Regions from separate parts of the Mus musculus genome. Here all the other regions are linked to region 2. A link is a contact called in public promoter capture Hi-C data. All regions are on one chromosome and are shown on one strand. The core of a region is the stretch at or near the end of the contact, and the rest is flanking DNA. Distances in the headings are between cores, read along the strand shown.

The links. Promoter capture Hi-C pulls out the DNA fragments that hold promoters and counts their contacts.
Region 1: a contact with region 2 is called in a promoter capture Hi-C map of liver, with 5 times the contacts expected there. The contact joins the promoter of Cr1l here to the promoter of Irf6 in region 2. A contact is called at or near these places in 5 of 39 promoter capture datasets (the 3T3-L1 cell line, 3T3-L1-derived adipocytes, embryonic stem cells and 1 more).
Region 3: a promoter capture Hi-C map of embryonic stem cells shows a contact between it and region 2, with 2.0 times the contacts expected there. The contact joins the promoter of Nek2 here to the promoter of Irf6 in region 2. A contact is called at or near these places in 3 of 39 promoter capture datasets (embryonic stem cells, hematopoietic stem and progenitor cells and neural stem cells) and 3 of 115 datasets of contacts at active chromatin or transcription factors (embryonic stem cells, large pre-B cells and pancreatic cancer cells).

What each region holds. Positions count from the first base shown.
Region 1 is chr1:195,129,676-195,133,949 of GRCm38.p6, forward strand. Cr1l (complement component (3b/4b) receptor 1-like) reads right to left here and starts at 1,895. Exons shown (of 10, transcript NM_013499.2): 1 at 1,513-1,895; 2 at 155-334. The coding sequence starts at 1,630. It overlaps Gm32313 (a long non-coding RNA gene), which reads left to right and starts at 1,769. Exons shown (of 3, transcript XR_865921.3): 1 at 1,769-3,283.
Region 2 is chr1:193,150,803-193,155,501 of GRCm38.p6, forward strand. It overlaps Irf6 (interferon regulatory factor 6), which reads left to right and starts at 2,310. Exons shown (of 8, transcript NM_016851.2): 1 at 2,310-2,497.
Region 3 is chr1:191,818,702-191,822,983 of GRCm38.p6, forward strand. It overlaps Nek2 (NIMA (never in mitosis gene a)-related expressed kinase 2), which reads left to right and starts at 2,772. Exons shown (of 8, transcript NM_010892.3): 1 at 2,772-3,040; 2 at 3,446-3,663; 3 at 3,791-4,031. The coding sequence starts at 2,945.

The DNA.
Region 1 (4,274 bases), core at 645-3,144, 2.0 Mb after region 2:
CACAGTTAAAAAGACTTGACTGACAAGAATGATGATCCACATGTACTATATACCTTAGATAAGATTACTAATAATGAGTCATAATCTAAAATCCAGACAAACTGAGGCCGACTCTACTATTTGGCACAAAGGAGCCTCTTCTGCAGTTACTCACGTATACACTTATCTTCAGCACTCGTCCAGGTTGAGTCTTGTTTGCAGGTGATAGAGAACTGCCTCTTGATATATCCTGGGAGACATTCATACAACAAATATGTTCCAATGGGAAACATGGATTCATCAGTTAGATTTATAGGTTTGGCAGAAGGAAGCTGTGATGGGGCTGGGCAGTGACCTGTTGAATGAGACACAGCAACATTACATTGGATAAAAGAACTTGCATCATCCCTCATACTCTCAGTTCTCCAGCTAGCTACAATGGACCATGCATGATCCTCCTCTCTGGCACTCAGGAATGGATCAGTACTATGGTCAACGGGGAAAAAATAATATAATTTAAAAAATGAAACTGCATTTCATTTTGTTAATGTACTTTCCAATACATATTTTGATTTAACTTCTAGACTCAGTTATTTTCTTTTAAGTCTTAGCAGCATTAATTATGTGGCAGAGAGAGTCAAATAATATGTAACCAATAACTATATGTTGGAAAAAAATCATTTTCATTTAACTTTGGAAATACAATAAAAAACAAACAATGCAAAAGACTTCAAGGAAGTCTTTCTCTTAGAAAGTTCTGATTAAGGAGAAAGGAAAGGGAAATTAGAACTTTCATGGTGGGTAAAATGGGCACTCTATTTTGTTCTTAACCATCAGTAAAATTTAATATGTAAATTCTACAGTCTTTTCTACTTGCAAATATTTCATTGCACCTTGAGGCTTGCTAGCTTTTCAAATCTTACCTTGGAGTGGGAGTGGAAGGACCTTCCTTAAAGTGGAAGCTCAAGGGAGTTAATGAGGATTTGGGGTGGGAGATAAAGTACACAGTCTCACTGTGTGAAAACTGTATCCCTGGGCCTGTTTGTCTAGGCCTTCGGAGAAAGTGCATAGGGAATGTCTCAAGATAGAAATAAATTAAGGAGCTGAAATTGGGTTAGATATTTGATGGCACCTATTAAATACCAATACCACGAAAGACATCAATATCTCCATTTCACAGATAAGGAAACACAAAAATATTAACTTTCCTCATAACCAAATTCTAGGATTAGAAATTGCATCTCTCAATATTCCTGCAACCCCCTGCTCCCCACACCGTTTCTCTCACTACATTCAGCACAGAAAAGCACAGCGTACAGCTAATAAAGACAAGCAGCTGGGAGACCACGCGTTCCTGCCGGCTGCGTACGACCCAAGATCTGGGTAGAGGGCGCCCCACGCTCACCCATGGGAAAGGGGCGCTGAGCACTCACAGGCAGCCCAGACCAGCGTTGGAGTCTGCGCAGAGCCTATTTACCGCGGGTTCCCGGTGAACCGTGTGTCCGTGCTTCCCCAGGCCTCCCCGCAGCTCACCCAAAGTAAATGGCAGCAAGAACAGCAGCAAAACTTCTAGCTTGACTCCTCCCCGGCCGAAGGCTACAAGGAGCCACACCGGATCCAGAGGCTCTGAACTCCGAGAAGAGACCTCCATTCCCCTCACACCGTTCTCAAACAACGTTTTACGGCAAATGGTGTAGAAAGCAGTCCCACCCAGAAATGGCGCTGGGTTCCGGAATAAAACTTCCTCTAGCTGGGCTAGGCGCGGTCTTGTTTACTCCAAGCCCCTGGGATTTCTGTGGAATTACCCTTGGGAGATTGATTCAGCAATGCAGAAACTGGTTCAATACCTAGTAGGTCAGCTCCAGGAAGTTTTCCACTTGCAGGAACCTTCGACTCCAAAGAAAACAAGGCATTATGGGAACTCGGTTTGCATATAGCCCGGCCTTACTCCTTTTAAAAATCTGCAAGGGTGGAGCCTAACCCTAATCTGCAACAGTGAGCTGACAGTTGCATACCCTGTCTAGTATACAGTAAGAACCTATTTCCTTATGATGAATTCGGATGTAACGTGCCGCTGGAAACAAAAAATGAAAGGTAAAAACCATAGCTCTCATCTTAAAAGGATTAGGAGTTTATTCTGAAGCCATTTTGAGTGATCATGACCCTGGAACAATGATATGGTCACCCCAAATTTCATGGAAGCAGTTTCATAAAGTTTTTGTGGTTTTACAGAGCAGAGAAAGTCACAAATTAAGGCAAGTTTAAAATATATTGTTGGGTACATACAAGAAGCAGGTAGTGGAAGCTTTTCTATAGGCTCAGGATGACTCTAATGGCACTCGGCTTTTGTATTGGTAGAAGCTAGTTGCCTGATAAGTCAGTAGATTCTAAAAGGTTGTTTGTGGTTTTGTTTGTTTGTTTGTTTGTTTGTTTTGTATCTATTGTATCATGATGTTAGTTCTGACTTAGCCCAAGATAAGGTAATTATTGGTCTCTGGACCAGCAAAATTGCAATCTCTCCAGAGTACTGAAATTCTAATCAGCCAATAGTCTTTGCAGAAACAGTTAACTTTCAGGAATTTCCTTTCACAGTCAGACGCAGTTTCTTTCCGGAAGTTTTTGTTCACAACCATGTCAGTGCTATTCAGCCTAGACCAGGATAGTGCAGTAATGAATCAGGGAGCGAAGCCAGGCCTTGCCATCATCCAAGTGAGATTTGATGGCAGATGAACAATTAATAAGTTTTCAGAAATGGAATAAACAGGATTTGCACTGAATTTTAATTCCTTTCTTAATACTAATGAGAGAGAGAGAGAGAGAGAGAGAGAGAGAGAGCCCTACTCAGAGATTGGTGGTAGTGCTTCTAGAAATAACAAATATAAAGAGCCAAGTTTGGGGAATAGAATTAAGAACTCAAATATTCCAAGAGAGAAATAGGACATGCGAACAAACATGTCCACATTCTGTTTTCAGAACCTGTGATAGGTACTTTATACGGCAGGAAAAGAAATGGCTAATTAAATTAAATCAAGAACATTTAAGTGGGGAGGTAATCCTGTCTGCCAAAGTGGGCTTAATAACCCTAAGGAACCTTACAGGAACATAGTCCTAAATCAGAGAGGAAGAACAATGAGGGCAGAGATCAAAGTTGCTGCCTCCAGAGAGCAAATGATAGCAGCCTCTAAAATGTGGAACAAATAAGCAGATTCTTCCCCGAAGCTTTCATATGGAACCAGTCCTGCTAGCACTTTGGATTTAGAATTTAAGTTATTCTCGAAAAAGTATGGAAGAAGTTATATTGCAGGTAAGTATACTTTCTTGCACCATATGCTATCAGAATACACTGCTATCCCCACATTGTTTGGAGGTTACATTTTAGCATCCACTTTCTTCCCTGAGTCCTTGATGGGTTTAGCTCCTGGCTGATATTTACTTCCAACAATGCTCCTCTTCTCTCACTCCTCATTGGCTTCAAAGATTACAGAAACTTTTTTCCACATGCTTGGCTTCACCGTTCCTTAAATTATCTTTGCCTATGATCTTGTCCTCCACTCTACTATGCCACCAAGGCTCATGAGAATATCCTAGAACTGTCATTATAACTGTGTCCTCTCCATGAGCTTAACTATCCCTCTTAACCACAAGTCCTACCCTTCTGGTTCACTCCCAGTGTCCTGATTCTCAAAATCTCCATTTCACAGTGTCTGCAAACCCATAGACCTGCCACAACTGGTCTCTTGCTAGATTAAGTTTGTGCTCCATCCTTACAGTCACCATTTTATATACACCTTCACTTACAGTACTTATTGGACAGAACAACAAAAATTTCAATTCTCTATTATTTTGCCTCCATTGCTCTAACGCTGAGTGTGGCTAGTGAAAAACGAAGAATTAGTGACAACTGGTCTTACTGTAAGGGACTGTACTGACTGGTTTTGTGTGTCAACTTGACACAGGCTGGAGTTATCACAGAGAAAGGAGCTTCAGTTGGGGAAGTGCCTCCATGAGATCCAGCTGTGAGGCATTTTCTCAATTAGTGATCAAGGGGGAAGGCCCCTTGAGGGTGGGACCATCTCTGGACTCATAGTCTTGGGTTCTATAAGAGAGCAGGCTGAGCAAGCCAGGGGAAGCAAGCCAGTAAGTAACATCCCTCCATGGCCTCTGCATCAGCTCCTGCTTCCTGACCTGCTTGAGTTCCAGTCCTGACAACCTTTAGTGATTAACAGCAATGTGGAAAGTGTAAGCTGAATAAACCCTTTCATCCTGAACTTACTTATTGGTCATGATGTTTGTGC
Region 2 (4,699 bases), core at 1,060-3,559:
CCTGCCTCAACTTTTCAAATGCTGGGATTACATGCAAATACCACACTCAACCCCCTACACTTCAAAAATACTTCTAAAAGAAGACCCTTGAGACAGCAGTTTCATCCAGGGCAAGAGTGAGTGCCATGTCTGGGCTCCTGGCTTCTCTCAGGTGACAGGCGTTGTGTAGTCTTCCCCTGCACACACACTTGAAGGGACATTTGCTTGGTTTCAAGGGTCAGCCTTCCCCCTTCTCCCCAGGGAAGACCTGAGCTTTCCCGAGCATCAGTCCTAGAGAGTAGGCTGGAGTGCTGAGCCAGCCCCTCCCCTGAGCAGAGGGAAGAGTGGTCACAGGCAGTGGCTGAAGTAGAGGCTGGCTGAGTCAGGCTTCAGACCTCTCTGCTGTCCCAAGCCTTTGCCCGGTGACATCCCAAACTGAGCTGGGACTAGGAGCGAAGCTACATCTGTCACCAGCCAGGGGCTCTCCAGCCAACTTCTATTAACTTACGAACAGATGCCACAGACAGACGGCTTACTGTCCTGTCATTCAGGCGTTTAGAAGGACAGTGCTGTTATTCAGCTGGGGACTGGAGGAAGGAAGCTATTCTGGGCCTCTGCTTTTGAATTTCAATGACGTCTTCTCCCTTATCTCTGAATCATATTCATTCTGTGCATTCTGCCTCTGTACGACTCTCCTTATTTTATAAGAACAGCAGTCATATTGGATTAGAGCCAACACAATGACCTCATTTTGACTCCATCACTTCTTTAAGCACCCAAATAAAGCTGCACTCTGGTCCTGGGGGGCCCCTCCCTCAGTCGATCACAACACCAATCTGCAATTTCTCCCTCATCATCTTATTTTACTGTTTTGAGACAGGGTCTCACTATGGATCCCAGGCTGGCCTCAAACTCACTGTCTTCTTTTTCCTTCCCATTGTGATAAAAATAACCAGAAAAAGAAACTTAAGGGAGAAAAGTTTTTCCTGACTGCATTCAAGAGTGCACAGCCTGTCAATCCTGGGGCTTCAATATTCAGGAGCTTCAAGTTTCCTTAGCTGGGAACAGAGATTCACACACGCTAAAGCTTGGCTTAGCTTCTCCACTTTTTGCTCAGTGAATGATTCTGCTTACAATTAAGATGGGCCTTCCCACATCAATTAGTTTAATCAAGACAATCCCTCGAAGACATTCTCAGAGGCTAACCTTAATCAATACAACCCCATCCCACCCCCACCCCCATTGTCCAGAGGGCTGTCCTCTGGCTGTCTAGATGACAACTAATACTAACTTCACTCTATACAGTATTAGGTTAGGAAGGCTTGGTCTTCCCACCTCAGTCTCCTGAGTGGTGGACGCCTTTCATTGCTGTTATTCTTAGGACAGTGGGGAGGTTCTCACCCAGGGCCTTGATATACTAGGGAAACACTCTAAAAAGGAGCTACACCCTCAGTCTTCCTCCTAAGTGCCTTGCCCATGTTCCATCTCCTTGTTTCAGCGGCGTTTGGTGGTGAAGGGTTTGCCTCACTGCCTGGACGCTGCTTTCATAGTTGATCAATGGATAGGGCAGGTGGGTGGCACTTGTCAGGCACACAGGACATGAACTCCAGGTGGCAGAAAAGACTCTTACTCTGCAAGGTATTGTGGGATATTCTACCCTCACTTCAATAATAACCAAACGTGCTATGTACTTTATAGACACATATTGAATGCCCACATAATCTACCAGGCAGGCGATTTAGAAATCCCACTCTACAGAAAAGAAACGGAAGCTCAGGTTGCTGAGAAAACTTTCTTAGGTCTCTAGTGTCCGATAAAGACAGGGGCGAGGTGGGGTGGGGGTTTGAACGCCACAACTGGCTCCAGGGTCTGTGCTTTCAACTAGCACTTCATGGAGAATGGAAAAAGTGAAAATTGCGGTCGCCTTTGAATAGATAGAACTTAAGGTAGAACACGGGGTCCACGGGCAGTCCTGGAAGGTGCATTGACAAGTCCTGGAGTAGCTTCTCAAAGCCAAGTCCACCTACGCAGGTCCTCGTGCTAGTTCTGGGGCCCAGTCTCAGAACCCTCACTTGTGCAGGGTCACTACGGGAGGGGCGACGCTCTTCTATTTCGACGTGAACTCCTAGAACCCTCCCCCCCAAAGTCCCCAGGACGATCGGACACCCGCAGGGTGAGGCCCACACAGGGACCGCTCCCTCGGTGGCAGGGGCGTAGGGTGACGAAGAGGCAGGGCGGGGCCGGCGGCCCAGGAACGCAGAGGATCAGATTTCTCGCAATGCACCAATCCTGAACTCCGGGGGATGTGGCCACACCTGGAGGGCGTGACCAGACCGTGCAGGGGCTGTGGCATCCAGGGCTAGGCTCTGAGCACTGGGCACCGAGGTGGGCAGGTGCGGGCCTGTGCCGGCCGCAGAGGAGCCCGCGGTTCCCAGCCGCACCTAGCCGTCGGGGGAGCTCCTGTGCTGCGGCGGTGTGAACTCTTGTGCACCTGCTCCTGAGCACGGACTGAGGCCAGGTGGGGACGCCGGCGTTGGCAAGCCACCTGAGGGAGGACAGACACCTGACGGGTGGAGCCGGGCCCATTGGAGTTGATGTGGGCGGGGGAGCCGGCTTGGGTTCCGTGTCCCGCACCAGTCTGGGTGCTGGGCGCTGGGCACCCTTCTTCAAGTAGTTTTGGGACGGCACCGGGCCCCTTCTGATCCCCTCCCGCAGAAAGAGCTTGTTTCTGCTCCGCCTGCTCCACCATCGGATGGAAGGAAGGAATCCCTTCCACCCTAGCCTCTCCGGTTTTAACTAGCTTACTCTGAGGCTGGCTCCTCTGTCCCAGCGGGGACTTCCCAGGCCCCGAGGCCCTGGGTTCTAGTGGCTGTTTAGGGAAAATCGGGATGAGGATGACCTAGGGTTTGGTCGGATTTGTTTTCCTTTTTCCGAGTGTCTTAACACAGTCAAGGCCGCTCACACTGGGCCTGGGAGATGTCTGTGGAGTTCCAGGTAGCCAAGCTAGGTGCTGGGGAGGGTGGCGCCAGGCGTGGCAGCTCTGCCGGGTGAGGCCCTCCTGGCCTGAAGGGGCTGGAGGCGGTGCGCGGAGAGCAGAAAGCCTCCCATACCTGCCTGGAAGGGAGGCCTGGGCTGCCGTGCTTCGCTCGGTGATAAAGTGGTAACCAGCCTTCCCTGTTTTCTTGGTGGGTATCAAGATGGAAGCTAGGGAAGGGAGAGGGCGAAGGTGCTTGGGCAGGGATTGGTGAAGTTGCTAGTTAGATCTGTGTGTCACACATGACAGCACAGTGGCCTACAGCTTGGCCTTGTCATCCACCAACTCCAAACCCACAGGGAGGAGGTGTGTGAGGATGTGAGCAGTAGAATAGCATTTACTCCGAGGCAAGGTGAAAATTCATGGAGCTGGCATTTCAGTTCCATTCAGGAAGAATGGGAAACTAGGGCAGTCCCAACAGCTGCCTTTGAGACCTGGCCCAAACCACCAGAGCCTTCTAGCTTGAGGTCTAGGATCCACTCCTGGAACAGACAATGAGGACAGTTCGTGCCCCAGGAGCCTGAAAGTGCCCCTGCCCTCTGCTCACAGTGAGGAGGTGGGTGGTGGTCTTATCACTGGATGGTTCCTATCTGTCAGAGAAAACAGACCTTTCATTTTCATGTGGTGGCAGCTGGAGATGGCAGGGCACAGTTTCAGTGGCCTGAAGGTTTAGAGAGGTCTGATTTAGATGTCTTTAATCGCTTCCTCTCAATTTGGTGGCTCCTCCTGGGGTCCTTGTTGGTTTATGTGTAGAATGGGGGAGGCTCAGAGTGCAGGGCACAAAGGCAGGGTTTGGTGCATCCCAGAGGTAAGGTAGAGGCCACTTAACCTTATCCCTGTGCCTCAGTTAACTCAGCTGTCAAATGGGGCTGACACCACATCTTGGATCCTGAGGGTGGGATAACACAGGTTACACTATACAGCCTGTGTTGATGTGGAGGATGGCGCTGCTATTCATCCTGAGAAGTGTCACTGTCTTGTGGTATAGAAAAATGCTGCTGCAGTTTTAAATAATTGGGAATCGAAACAAAATGTGGGTGATTCTCTCTCTCTCTCATATATATACATATATATATATATGAGAGAGAGAGAGAGAGAGAGAGAGAGAGAGAGAGAGAGAGAGAGAGAGAGAGAAGCACTACATATATCATGGTACCTTGCAATATCTTCCCTGGTTTGTGTCTGTGTGTTATGGAGTGGAGATACTGCTGTACAGCCATGGCTGTGGGGTTTACAGCCCATGGATTTGGTTTAGTAAACCATTTTCCCTCTCTGACATCTTGCCTGTTTTTACCCTTCCCCGATAACTGTTCTAAGAATCTCAGATGGCAGATGGGGGAACTCCTGGCTGATTTTTAGAAGGCAGAGAGGGGTTGCAGAGAAGGAAGTAAGATAGAGGAGGGCAGGCTGCGGAGCCACACATGTATGGCCCCATCTTGGGAGAACATAGGGAATCCAGAGTGTGGATCTTAGTCACCAGTGACTGGGGTGGCTCTTCCTCTTGCCTTGCCAGTGCAGACTACTGTCATGACTGTCTTCATTTTGTTCTCAACTATAATAAGCCCTCAGGTGCATTGTCCAAGAAGAGGTGGATTTCTCATGCGTGACAAACCCAGAGTCAGGACTTCTCAGGACTGCAGTGGGGCTGTTCTTAGCCCAGTGCTAGGCTAATCGGTGCCCAGAGCT
Region 3 (4,282 bases), core at 1,522-4,021, 1.3 Mb before region 2:
CTCTATTGCAGGACTTACACTGGCCACAAGCAGTTTGATGTTCAGCTAGAAAACAATCACAGATATCACGACAGAATTGATTTACACTGTTCTCTGAACATCTTGGATGAGGCCCCTCAGAGCAGAGGTGACAAGGTTGGAATTCCGCCTTGCAGGACAAGTTGTGTCCTCTGGATAAACATAATAGAGGGAGCATGCTGTTGCCTTGAGTAAAATCCTGGGCAGAAGCAGCTCAGGAAGAGGTGGGTTCAACTGTTTCACAGTTCATCAGCCTTGGAAAGCAGAGACTTTACAGCCTGGCATGGTGTTGCATGCCACAAGCAGGTGGATCTCTGAGTCTGAGGCCAGCCTGGTCTACAGAGTGAGTTCCAGGACAGCCAGGGCTATACTGAGAAACCCTGTCATGAAAACAAAACAAAACAAAACCAAAAAGAAACTTGATGCTTCTGGTCACTTTGCACCTGCAGCCAGGAAACAGGAAGAGATAAACAAATGTGTGTGCTTACCTAGCCTTCTCTTTTTTATGTAGTCCTAGACTGGTGGTTTGCATGAGAATGGTCCCCAGAGGCTCATATATTTGAATGCTTGGTCCCTACTTGGTAGGTCTGTTCTGGGAAGTTATTAGGAAGTGTAGCCTTGTTGGAGGTGTGCCACTAAGGGTGGGCTTTGGGGTTTTAAAAGCCCATGCCAGGAAGAGTCTCCCTCTCTCTCCCTTCTCTCTGTGCTCTGTGGTTCACATCTCAATCTGGAAGCTCTCAGCTACGGTTCCAGTGCTATCACGCCTGCCTGCCACCATGTTTCCTGACATGAGGATAATAAAGGACTCACTCTCTGAAACTGTAAGCCCCCAATTTAAATGCTTTCTTTTGTAAGTTGGCTTGGCCATAGTGTTTCTTCGCAGCAACAGAAAAGAAACTAAGCAAGGACCAAAGAACATTGTTGCCCACTTTTAGGGTGTGTCTTTTCCATTCGATTAATTTAACATAAACCCTCACAGGCATGCTCGGAGGCTGACCTAATCTACGCTGTCTCTACAAGTGTACCCAAAGGCTTGACCCCCTAGGTGATTCTACATCCTGTCAATCAACAGTAACCAAGGTGGGGTAAGGCACGAGGTAGGGATGCAAGTGGAACTTCTAACAACTGGAAGGACAAGTACCAAGTTAGTCTTGAGAAGCTGAGAAAGTGTGTTGTGTTTGGAGCGAAGAGTAAGAGCTCTTTGTCTAGAAAGAAGATGAAAGGTTGTGTGTGAAGCAGGCTGGTCAACAAACTCAACATAAGCATCAGTACACCCATCACATACACACCACACGCCTATACACCACATATCACAAACACACCACACACACAACATGCTACACATATCACATACAACACTCTACACATCATAAACAACACACACAGCACACACACACACAACATACTACACACATTACATACGACACACACACACAAACATACCACACATATCACATACGACACACACACAAACATACCACACACATCACATATGACACACACACACCATATAAATGACCTCAGGCATTTGTAGCTCCTTATATAATTTCTGAGACCTAAATTAATCCTACCCCTTTGAGGTGTGACAATGTCCTTGAATGCTAATTTAAAAGTTCTCCTGGCTGGCAATTCCAATTAGCTTATACTAAATTCAGCGCACAAAATACATTTATTTTTAACATAAGGAGGCTTCTAATTCTTATTAATAGGACATTGGGTTCTTTTTCAATCACAGCATGAACAGATATTTTAAGAACAATGACCCATTTATGCAGCAGATTATTAGCTTTCTGGTAATGCACATTACCCCCCACCTGCTCTGGATGGAAGCCTTTAGCTCCCCTTCCCCAAGTCAAAGCGGGGCCATGTCACTGGCTATGTGAGCTCAAGTCAGCAAACTGCATGCAGCTCCCGGATTGGCTATTAGGGAACACCTTTTTTTTTTTTTTTTTCCTAACACACTTTTTTGGTAGATGTCTTAGAAGTACAATTTGGCAGTGTGGTGACTCTGTTCTGAATGCTTCCATACTCAGTCCCTAAGCTTTGGATACGTTTCTATGTTCAACAGGTCTCTCAGTTTAATGTTCAGAGATCTAGACTATGCTAACTGTGCTCAGAAAACACATGTCAACTCTGCGTTATTACTATGAATATCCTTTATTCTTATTATTTTTTAATTAGTTCTCTTCTGGGCAGTTGGGCCTAGTTTCTCTCTCTCTGTCTCTCTCTCTCTCTGGGCGTGGGGTGTCTTTCTCGCGGGTGGGGGTAAGGCAGGGACCCTCTACAAAGCTCTGGATGTCCTCAAGCTCACAGAGATCTGCCTGAGCGCGCCACCAAGCCGGGCTGGAACAGGGATTCTGGCTCTCTAGGTGTGAGGACTATAAAGTGCTCGGTGCACTCACCGCACCCTCAGGGTCATCAAATCCTCAACACACAAGGGCTTAGGTTCAGGACCCGAGTGCAGAGGAGTCGGAAAAGGGTGGGGTCAAAGTGGAAAGGTCAAAAGGCCAGTGTCTCCAGTCCAGAGCCTCGGACATCCGTTACCATAGCGACTTCAGCCAAGGAATGGAATTACCGAGGCCCCAACAGGCTTTGCGATCCCAAATCCCAGGGGTTTTCGGCGCGGCTCGTATTCCGTAGAGCAGCTAGACGCAGACACCAACGCCGACGCGGTTGCCTAGCGACACGCATTTTCCCAGGATGCCTAGCAGTGTTGTGTTTTCTCAGCCAATCAGAGTTGAGATGCACCTTCGCTGTGGACCAATAGAATGCGAGGCCGAAGCCCGCGACGGTTGACCCGGTGGCCGGTTGCTCGCCGACTCAGGCAGGCAGACGAGGGGCTCGGGTTTCGGCGCGGTTGGCCTGCAGCGGGCGAGCCTGGGCTCCGAGCGGCGCGGTGGTGTGGTTGCCAGGGTGGCCGCTCGCCATGCCGTCCCGGGTGGAGGACTACGAGGTGCTGCACAGCATCGGCACCGGCTCCTACGGCCGCTGTCAGAAGATTCGGAGGAAGAGCGACGGCAAGGTGAGGCGCCGGGCAGCCCTTCCACGGCGGGCTTAGGGAGAAGCAAGCGTCGCCCACGCTGGGGAGGGGCAGGGCGGCCACCTGAACTCTCGTGAAGGACCGGGCTGTAGCCTCCTAAGAAGGGACGGGCTCGTGGAGCGGGCAGCCGCGGCTGGGAACCGGTGGAGGCGCGAATCCGCGGCGAGCAGAAAGACGAGCTCACGTGACCTGCTTCGCCGCTGCGCCACACGCCGTCCCGGACTCAAGCGCTGGGGATGGTACCGCCCACATTTCGGGTGGGTCTTCCCACTAAATTAACCCGGTCTCGACTCCCTCACTGACACACCCATTGAGTTGTTAGTGTTTTGTTTTTCAACTTTGGAAATTTCACCCTTTGTCTCACACCTTGGAAATGTTGTATTTCAGATCCTGGTGTGGAAAGAGCTTGACTATGGCTCCATGACGGAGGTGGAGAAGCAGATGCTTGTGTCTGAAGTGAACTTGCTTCGGGAGCTGAAACATCCAAACATCGTCAGTTACTATGATCGCATTATTGACCGAACCAACACAACCCTGTACATCGTAATGGAATACTGTGAGGGAGGGGACCTGGCTAGTGTCATTTCAAAGGGGACCAAGGATAGGTAAGGTGAAAGAGCCCCACGGTTCGTATCTAATAATAATTAACTTCCATGTTTGTACGCTCTGAATGACTTGCCCCAGATTGAAGATGGCTTTTATTCAGGGTTGTGAAATGTGCTTTTTCTCCAGACAGTACTTGGAGGAAGAGTTTGTCCTTCGAGTGATGACTCAGTTGACGCTGGCCCTGAAAGAGTGTCACAGAAGGAGCGATGGTGGCCACACTGTGCTTCACCGGGACCTGAAGCCAGCCAATGTCTTCCTGGACAGCAAACACAATGTCAAGCTGGGGGACTTTGGACTAGCTAGAATATTAAATCACGACACGAGTTTTGCAAAAACGTTTGTTGGCACACCCTATTACATGTCTCCTGTGAGTATTTTAGAATTCAACTTTTTTTTTTTCCCTGAGACAGGATTTCTCTGTGTAGCCCTGACTGTCCTGGAACTCACTTTGTAGACCAGGCTGTCCTTGAACTCAAAGTGATTCTCCTGCCTCTGCCTCCCAAATGCCGGGAATAAGGGTGTGAGCTACCACACCTGGCCTAGAATTCAACTTTTTAATATCTTAGGTGAAGCATTCAGATGCAAAGAACTGAGGCTTGGGTTGCTAGTAAATCCAGT